Regions from separate parts of the Rattus norvegicus genome. Here region 1 is linked to region 2. The links are chromatin contacts, called in public Hi-C maps. All regions are on one chromosome and are shown on one strand. Each heading gives the region's core, a stretch centred on a gene start, on an enhancer-like site or on the middle of the called end of the contact. The rest is flanking DNA. Distances are from core to core; before and after follow the strand shown.

The links. Hi-C and Micro-C count contacts between places; a contact is called where the count stands out from the background.
Region 1: a contact with region 2 is called in a Hi-C map of liver, with 3 times the contacts expected there. The contact joins the promoter of Ddx6 here to the promoter of Bcl9l in region 2. A contact is called at or near these places in 2 of 12 Hi-C or Micro-C datasets (liver and mammary epithelial cells) and 1 of 1 datasets of contacts at active chromatin or transcription factors (oligodendrocytes).

What each region holds. Positions count from the first base shown.
Region 1 is chr8:53,827,403-53,832,234 of GRCr8, forward strand. Ddx6 (DEAD-box helicase 6) reads left to right here and starts at 1,347. Exons shown (of 14, transcript NM_001109292.1): 1 at 1,347-1,434; 2 at 3,924-4,388. The coding sequence starts at 4,189.
Region 2 is chr8:53,707,489-53,711,982 of GRCr8, forward strand. It overlaps Bcl9l (BCL9 like), which reads left to right and starts at 1,282. Exons shown (of 11, transcript NM_001106817.1): 1 at 1,282-1,943.

The sequences.
Region 1 (4,832 bases), core at 97-2,596, 120 kb after region 2:
AAGCGCAGCAGTTGGGGAGGGGTGCTTCAGGCTTACTCTGATTGGATGTTGCTGTCTAGAAAGCAGGAGAAGGGCTGGAAGCAGGGAGTCATTGGCTTAGAGAGCGTATTTGGCTTTCTCTGATTGGTCTCAAGTTGGAAGCAGCGGTAAAAAATATGGAAGCTGCTAGTCACTGACTACGAGTATTGACTGTTCAGGACCCCTTAACGAGTGATCTAGTATGGAGTCGTATTGTCACAAATGATTTGACCATTGTCAGTATTTCCAGCCCTCCAGCAGCGTAGGACGCAGGTTTTTCACTTCGGCCCAGCTCGATTTTTACTTAACACACAAGAAATGTTTGTTTTACTTGAAACAAGACTGCTTTCTAGGTTAAGGATAAGACCTCAGGATCTGAGAATCATAGAAACAAATGCACAGATAGCTGTCTGCAGTGAGGGTCAGGCAGCAGAATCTACTGGTTTCCCATTTTCACAGCGAGACCTCCCTCGTAGAGGCGACCCGCCCTTCTTTCTAGAAGAGTGCCACTGCCGGCAGGAGCAAAGGGTCACCTCGCCTGCACTCTGGGCTTGGTAGCCCACGACCTAGGGCGGGCTCCCGGTTCACGCTTTCCCCGCTGCCTCGCCGACAGCCTCGGCCCTTCAGGCCCAATTTTTCTGCACGTCCCTGGGTGGAGGTGCGCCCTGGCCTCGCAGCAGCCTCCCGGCCACCCCAGGTCAGCTTCCGGACCGGCGCAGGCTGCCCTCCGAGCGCGTCCCCGGTCAGCAGTCAGCAGGCGTCCCCTCCGCCCGGCCCGGCCAGCCCAGCTCAGGAGGGACGAAGGCAAGGACGACACTCCCCGGCCACCATTCATTTCCCCACTGGTCTCCTCAGCTCTGCAGGCAAGCTCTCCAGTCCGTCCGTCCGTCCGTCTGTCCGTCCGTCCGTCCTTCCCGAAAACAGCCCCGTGTTTCCCTGAGCTCGGTCCCATCAGTAACGAGTCTCTCCCGACCCTCGCCCGCCGCGCCCAGGAAGCCGTGACGCCGCGGCGGCTGCAGCGGCGGAGCTCTCGCCATCTTGTGTGGAGGAGGAGCCGCAGCCGCCGCCATGCGGAGAGGCTGGGAAGGAGGGAGGGAGACGACAGCGGCGGGCGAGGGAGGGGGCAGAGCAGCAGAGTCAGCTCCGCTCAGCGGCGACATCCGGGGCGCCGGCACAGCGGGCTACGGCCGAGGTAGCGCGGGACGGCAGCGGCGGCGGCGGCGCGGGCGGCGAGCGGCGCGGCGGGGGCGGGGCGGCGGGCGTAGCGGCGAGGGGCCGGGTGGGGGCGGGCGGAGGTTTCCGAGGAGGAAGGAGCCGCCGCCATTTTGGGAGCTTCGAGTCAACAATAAAGGACCGAGGGTGCGGAGCGGGAGTGGCCTGGGTGGTAGGACTCGGGCCCGAGCCGCGGGGCGTGGGGTGAGGCGGTGTGGTCGGGGTCGGTAGGGCCCTGAGGGTCGCGGGGAGCCCCCTCGGGCGGGAGTCAGGGCGCGCTTGGGGCGGAAGCCCGAGGCCCAGGCCTGGCCCGGGAGGACGGGCGGGTGGCCGCTGAGAGGAGCAGCGGCGGCGGCGGAGAGGAGTGGAACCGAGGAATGTGGTGTGTGCCCGGTCTGGAGGAGGAGCGGTGGAGTGCTCTGGGCGAGCGGTGTGGTAGACGGGAGCGGGGACGGAGCGGCGGCCGGGACTCCGGAGTGAGGTTGGGAGTGCGAGGCAGCCCTGTTGGGGGCGGCAGGGCTGTGCTGTCCGGAGACTGGGCTAGGAGAGGACCCGCAGCTGCTCGGTTGCAAGTAGGCCTTGCAGGTTGGTGGGAACATAGGGTTTGGGGAGACTCAGCGGCGTAAGAGGAAAGGGGAGGCGGTCCAGTTTTTGGGGTTCTCTTCCGGGCCTTCTGAGGGGAGTCCCTATTGTTTCCCACTCGCAGAGCTGGTTCCGGCTCTTGTGGCGCAGATAGATTGCAGGGCAGAAAAAAACCCTTTTGCGTTTTGATCTGAAGGAGCTGGATTTGTAGAGTGTAGTTGGGGGAGGGGGAGAGGAATTATTGCCCTACGGTTACTGGACTCCGAGTCTTAGCTTGGTTTTTCCTTTTCCATAGCCCCCCTTTTCCTTCAGAAAAACCCCAATCACTCCAACTTCCTGCTGAGGCTTAGAGAAATCGCGCTGTATTTGCAAACAAAAGCCCTTGTTGGAGCTTATGGTACTGTTTTAGGTGTGAAACTGTCAATTGCTAACCACGGTCTGGGCCGTGCTGTAATTAACTCTGCCAGGGGCTCCTCCCAGCTAAGTCTACGTTCCTTCGTGGTTTTGTTTTAAGACTATAACTTGCAAATCTAAATTGGGAAGGGGTAGGACGAATATTTCCCCAACTGAGACATAAAACTGCAGTGCAGGTATCTGTTTCTGGAGAGAGCAGTTATCGAAGTCTCTGGGTTTAAGGCACTGGGTCTTACTGGGCTTGATTGACAGTACTGATGGTGTCCGTTAGTATTCAGAGGTTGCCCCCTTCAGCCTCTTAGTGCTGTACAAATAGGAAGCCTTCCTGTTTGACGTACCTCATACTGTTGATCATATGCTGTCAATACAGAAAATGCCTATTAACAGAACAAATAAACAGCTTTATGTGATAAGCAGCATTTGTGAGCAAGTTGATATATAACGAGATATCCTTTGACTTGAAAATTTTGGGTTTGGGACACTTGGTGTGTGGCAAAGATAACTAGCACTAATTAAGCTAGTGTTTTGGGAACCAGTGAAATAATGTAAGGGGGTTACAAAATAAAACTGAACGAGTTGGGCTTATACTGGTCCTTAGTAATTTTTTATTTGCCAAATTTTGAGAATTCCATTTGGGGAACAATTTAAAGTAGAGGAGGTTGACCAACTCTTTCTTAAAAATAACTTAATTAGACTCGCTATTCAGGGTGATTTGGGAGAATTTTATTAAAACTACAAGTTTAGCCCTCTGGTTTTTCTTTCCCCTTTTACTATAGGACACACACACACACACACACACACACACACACACACACACACGTACGTACGTACGTTTAAACTTTTTTATTTTTCCTTTTCTTTTTTTCGGAGCTGGGGATCGAACCCAGGGCCTTGGGCTTGCTACGCAAGCCCTCTACCACTGAGCTAAATCCCCAACCCCTAAACTTTATTTTAAATTAGGACATACTTTTTGAAAAGTGTTATAGTAAAAGGCAACACTAACAGCTTTCATTCAACTTTTGGTATTGGGGCTTTCTTTTTTCTTTGCCCCCCCCCCTCCAGTTGAAGAGAATCTTAGAGTTTTTCAAGCAGAAGATTTTTGATATGTAGACTGCTCCATACAGATCTTTTGACTGCTTCAATTATTTTGGTCAGGACAAAATTCAATAAAAAAAAATTGATTTCTGTAATTGAAACTGGTAAGAAGACTTCGTATTTGAAAAGTCTTTTCATTTAAAGGTTTTTGTGTTGCTGTCAGAAATAGAAAGATGTTAGTGAATTGTCTTGTTCAAATCTAGATGTACATGAGGTAAATTGAGTGATATTTCAAGTTTTAATGTAATTAAATGTAATGACATTTAGAGGGGGCAGGACTTGGAGAGAATTCATTAGGAGATTGAAGAACAGATTGTTATTTGAGAATGAATTTGAATTTTATCAATAGTATCTTCCTGCCTTTTTTTCCCCCTAAGTTGCTTTGTTCTTGCAATTTTAAATGTTTGAGGTTGGATTTTTCGTAGGTTGGGTTTTTAAGGCAGTTCTTCGCTATGTCTTTCCTATGTCAAGTAGTGATCTGGTTTGAGTATGTCGATTAGTGGTTCTTGAGAAGATGACCATTGCAGAGGAGTTCTTTAAAAGGGAACAATTTCTCCCCCTGACTTTGTGGTCTGCTAATTTAATTTTTTTCTTTGTTTCAGATTGAAGTGAGTGAATTCAGATATAATTCAAGCTTGTTAGAGCGCTTTAAAAAAATACAAAGTTGATTCGTTGCTTGAGAGCAAGTTAACTACTGCTGCTTACCGGTGAGAGACTTACAGGTGCTTGCCTGAATTGCAATAAAGGACTCATATATTGAGCAAGACTTATTTATCTCTTCATTTTGGAGAGCCTCATAAACTGTTATTACAGTTTCTCTACTGACTTTGAAAAGTTTGAAAGAGACACCTGTGCAGCTAAGAAAGCATGAGCACGGCCAGGACAGAGAACCCTGTTATCATGGGTCTGTCCAGTCAGAACGGCCAGCTGAGGGGCCCTGTGAAGGCCAGTGCCGGCCCTGGAGGAGGGGGCCCACAGACACAGACACAGATGAACCAGTTGAAGAACACCAGCACAATCAATAATGGCACTCAGCAGCAAGCACAGAGCATGGCCGCCACCATTAAGTAAGTGTGAGAGAGTGTGGGGAGGAGCCACAGTTTCGGTTATTTCTGTTGCTGGCTGCTTTATGCCTAACATTAACCCTTTTGATTGCAGATGGAGGACAGATCTTTTGTTATGGCCAGTAGGTATTTGTAATAGAATAATGTGCATCTGCCATTGTAATTGACCCAGCAAGTGATGAGCATAGGTGTCTATAAACTACTGTGTTTAGAAATAAACGTGCTGGTTTTATTTCAGTGTAGAAGGCAGTGCCAGGTTATGTGGAAAAAATGATCCCATTCTGTTTGTTTTTGAGCAGGCTTACTCTGTAGCCCAGGCTGACCTGGGACTCATGGCAAGTTTCTTCCTGTTTCAGTCTACAAAGTACTAAGGTTATACCTGAGAGCCACTACATCTGACATTTTTGTTTGTTTGTTTGTTTGTTTTGTGAAAACTTATCCTAGTTT
Region 2 (4,494 bases), core at 32-2,531:
CATCTGGACCTCCCAGATCTTGCCCAGTGCCCAGCTCCTGGGCCCATCCACTCCTTCAGTCAACATTCACTGAAGCCCTACTGTCAACCTGGCCAACACTTGAGTCATTCGTGGAAGGAACATAGAGACTGGCAGTTATGATCTGAGTCCTCAGGAATCTTGTGCCAGCCAGATGTACAGAAAGGAGAAAGGACAATCAGTACTCTGGTGGGTGGTACAGATGTGACAGGTGAGGGGGAACTGAAGACACACAGTTTGCTAGTGTCCTTTCTTTCTGAAACAGGCAGTGCTCAGCACTGGTTGATCTCATTCTAGGTGAAGGGGCAGCGGGATAGAAGAAAAGTGTCCTGAGAGAAGAAGACTTGAATTCTAGTCCTAGGTTCACAATTCTAATTGTGCAACTCAGTAATTCCTTAAGTCACACAAGCCTTGCTTTTCTCATTTATGTAACGGGGCTATAACCCCTTCCTTGTGAATCCGTGGTAACCATTGAGGTAATACATGCAGTGCTTTTAAAAACTGTGTAGAATTTTTTTCCCTCCACGGGTCTGACATCCTATAGGATGGTGTTTTTGTGTGTGTGCTGTGAATGTATGTGTGATGCCTTTTGAGGTGAGGAAGAGTTTGAGAAGACAAAGGTTTCGCTTCCTCAAACATTTTCTAAGCATCCAATTTGCACTGCTGAAGGTTTAATTGAAAAAAAAAATTCAGTCTATGTCCTCAGTGGGAGGGGGGAATGTTCTTAGTGCAAAATGAATGTAGGTGGGTACAATAAAGAGGGGAGCTAGATGTGTGTGTGTGTGTGTGTGTCCGTCCAGGCTACTCCCACTCTTTTTTTTTTTTTTTTTTTTTTTTTTTTTTTGGTTCTTTTTTTTCGGAGCTGGGGACCGAACCCAGGACCTTGCGCTTCCTAGGCAAGTGCTCTACCACTGAGCTAAATCCCCAACCCCCTCCCACTCTTTCCAATCCGTGCAGATAGCACGGTAGGTTTCTCAGACCTCTCCCTAGCCTCCGATGCTTTGGGTGCTACTCCTCCCAAAGCCTTAGGAAAGGGGGAGGGTGGCTCCAAGGCCCCTTCCCCGCCCAGGGCCAACTGCCTCCTGCTAGCCGGTCGGGCGCCTTACCGAGTCAGACCACTGGGAGGCTGGGGGAGCCGGGTTGGGCGAGGAGTCGGGCGAGATGGGGGAGCTCTTATTTTGACAGGGGCCTCTCCCGGCTCTGGTATGAAGGCAGAAGGAGGCAGCCAGAGAGCCCCGATGCTTATTCAGGCTGGGGAGAGGAGCCGAGTGGAGGGGCGAGCGTGGCTCCGGCAGCGCAGGGGATCCCGGGGAGGCGGCGGCGCGCGGCGGAGCCAGTGGCCGGACATGCCCCGGATCCGGGGCCGCTGCAGCACCGCCGCCGCCCGGAGCCAGCCGGCCGGACGCCCGCACGCCTGGGTCCCCTGGCGCCGCGCCGCCCGGGGGCTGCGATCTGGACCCTCGGCATCCGACCAACAATAAGCGCCTAGACAGCCCCCTCCCCGCCCCGTGCCCGCCGTCCCCGCGGGCCTCGGGGAAAGTGAAAGGAGGAGGCGAAGGAAGGAAGGAAGGAAGGAAGGGAGGAGGAGGAGCAGGAGCGGCAGCAGCCGGAGCTGGGAGGTTTGGGCCGAGACCCCAGCCCGGAGCCCGGGCACGGCGGTGCGGTAGCTCTCCCGCTGCTGCCGGCGCCCAGGACCATGCTCCGCGGTTGGGAGGCAGGAACCCAGGCAACCAGCGCCTCCGGGATACCTGCTCGCGGGCCGGGCTGGTATTAAGATCAAGGCGTCCAGGATCAAAAAGACCACCGCCTGCCCGCCTTCTCCACGACTCCACCGTCCTGCTGGAGGATCCCAGTCCACCCAACGACCCTGATCTGGTTATGGCGTCCAGCTCCGGCCTGGCGTGAGGACCCCCGACCGGTGCGAGGTGAGGGTTGGTTTGGGGCAGAGGGCTAAAGTCATGCCAGGCCAGCTGGAGCGCGCCAAGCGAGATCCAGTTTAAATTGGGGAGGGGAAGCGCAGTATGATTGTCTCTTGCGTTCTAGCTCGCACCCCAGGCTGTTTAGGAAGCGGGGGACTCCTCTAGGGTCACCAGAAGAAATTCTTAGGTCCTCAACGAAGCTGGCACTCTCGGAGCACTACGAGAAGGGCTTAGTGGCAGCCAGGAGACCCTACCACCTTAGCGCAGAGAACAAGGCCGGCCTTGGGCCAGCTGGAGCAGGGAACTCTGCCCTGGGGGCTTCTGGGAGATGTAGTCCCCCTCTCAGGCTCACTAACTCTTGGGTCCTAGCACCCAGCACTCTTCCCCTGACTCGTGGGAGCCTCCTGGGGGAGAAGGGTTGGGACAAGAGTGAGAGGTTGGGTCCTCTGCCCCTAGGCACTGCCTCTCAGCCTTAGGAGCCAGAGGAGCCTCCCCTGCGAAGGATTCTGAGTGCTGTGGGCTTGGCTGGGGGTGGGGCAGTCATACAGTTCCTTGGAGGTTTCTCTGCACTGCCAAGGAAAGGTGGCTCCTGTCTTGATTCAAAAGAGCCCCTGGGGGGTGAGGGATATGAAGAAGAGAAGTAAGACTTAGGCCCTCTGCGTAGCTGGAGTATGGCCCTACTCCGAGGGCTGCTGGAATTTGGTTTCAGAGGATATGGAGGTCCGGCGTCTTCCCTCCCGCCGCCCCCACCCCACCCCCCTGGAGACGGAGAAATAGAACATCCCTCAAAGTCTGGGAGTCAAAAGAGTGTCTCTCTGGAGCAATGAAGCAAGGATTAGTTTCTGTCTGTCTGTCCAGCTTCCTTCCTTCCGGGTTTTTCTGACACCACCTTCCTCCCTCCTCCTTCTGTTCTGTCTGCTGCTTGGTGTGTGTGTGTGTGTGTGTGTGTGTGTGTGTGTGTGTGTGTGTGTGTGTGTGTGTGTTCATGTCTTGTCTGGGGGAACCTCAGCTTTAGGAGAATGAGTGTCATTTCTGAGAGAGGAAGGCTTGGTGTTTGCCTGAGCCCTAGAAGAGGTGTGTGCGGGAGGGTCTGCGGGCCCCCTTGGTTTTTTGCTCCGCCTCTTTCCCTCCCAATGAACTGCTTGGCGTTCTGTTTTCCCTGGGAATGTTGTCTGTCTCGTAGCTGCTATACCACCACCAATGCCAGTACCCACACTTCCTTCTCCCCCTCTCCTCAGCCTCTCCAGGGGTCAGTCTCTTCCCTAGGACAGTTGCTGTTTCCCAGAATGGACTTGGCTGCCTTCTCAGGCCAAGACCATGATCTCATGGCTCCAAGGGAAAAGTGTGCTCAAAGTCAGCTCTCAGGCCCCACAGTTGGGAGCCTCAGGATGGGGTGAGAATGCTAGAGGAAGGTGAGAAGCAGGGAGGGAAGCAGAACTCTGGTACCAGGAAGGAGAGCACTTTCTCTCAAGTGATCCGCCTGTCTGGCCTTGAAGGACCGGGGTTCTGTCTGCATGCTTGCTGCTGGAATTTCTTTTCTAAGTCGTGTCACTCATGCTTGGGATGGGGTGGAGGGGTTCACGAAGAGAGGAGTGGAGGGCTGGTGGGTCACAGAAATCTGGGGTTAAAGCATCCGTGCTAATTGGAGCTTGGTGATCTGGCTTGTTCAAAGTACACAGAGCACTCAGGACTCTGGTTAGCAAGTTCCTGGTATCTGGATTCAGCAGAAGCCTCAGGCTGGTGGGTTCAGCTTCAACAACCAAGGAGGCCAGTAGCCTGCTGGACAGAGACCTAGTGGGCAGCAGAGTGGCAGTGTCAACTCAGCAAGGGCCAGGTCGCCTGGCACTTGCTTTAGATGAAAGGAAATGTGTTACAAAGTAGGGGTGGCTGCTTTTGGGGGAAGCTGCTAGGACAGTACTCCAAGGAGTCCTGGAGTGAGGTGGGGGCGTGCGGGCACCACCAGAGTTGCAGGCAGCAGAAGCTCTGGAGTAAGTACAGGGAGTCAAAAGTCACCCTGCAGCCTCTCTCCTCCGGGAAACTTAGATGAGTTGCTGAAGGCACCCTCACCCTGCCTCTGGCTCTGCCTCAGGCTGAGGTTTTGTCCCAGAGCCCTGGGGCAGCTCAAGGGAGTCAGAGTGTCTGTGTCCAGTCTTCCCAGGATCAAAGGAAGCCCGGTAGGGAGTGGGGGTGGGGGACTGATGTAGTCCTGATGCCATGATTACTTTTCCTGAGCTTCTCCATTGCTGATAGTGAGGTACCTGAAGAGCCCGGGCACCCAAGGATGACAGGGAAATGGCATCCCTTGCTTCCTTGTACCAAGGCCCTGGGCACTGCCCGGGTGCTGACCTGGTGGGGGGAGGGGACAGAGGGGGATGGCACCGTGGGAAAGTGGGCAGACGTGGGAGCAAAGCGGTACAGGCTGGGTGCCCCAGGCAGGGAGCCTCTGCCAGGCCCGCTCTCCCTGGGGTGGGGCTGGCTGTTCCAGGGACTGGCTCAACCTGTTGAGCGCCTGGCTGCCGTAGCTTGGCATCTGTGCCCCTGCTTGCCAGCCCCAACA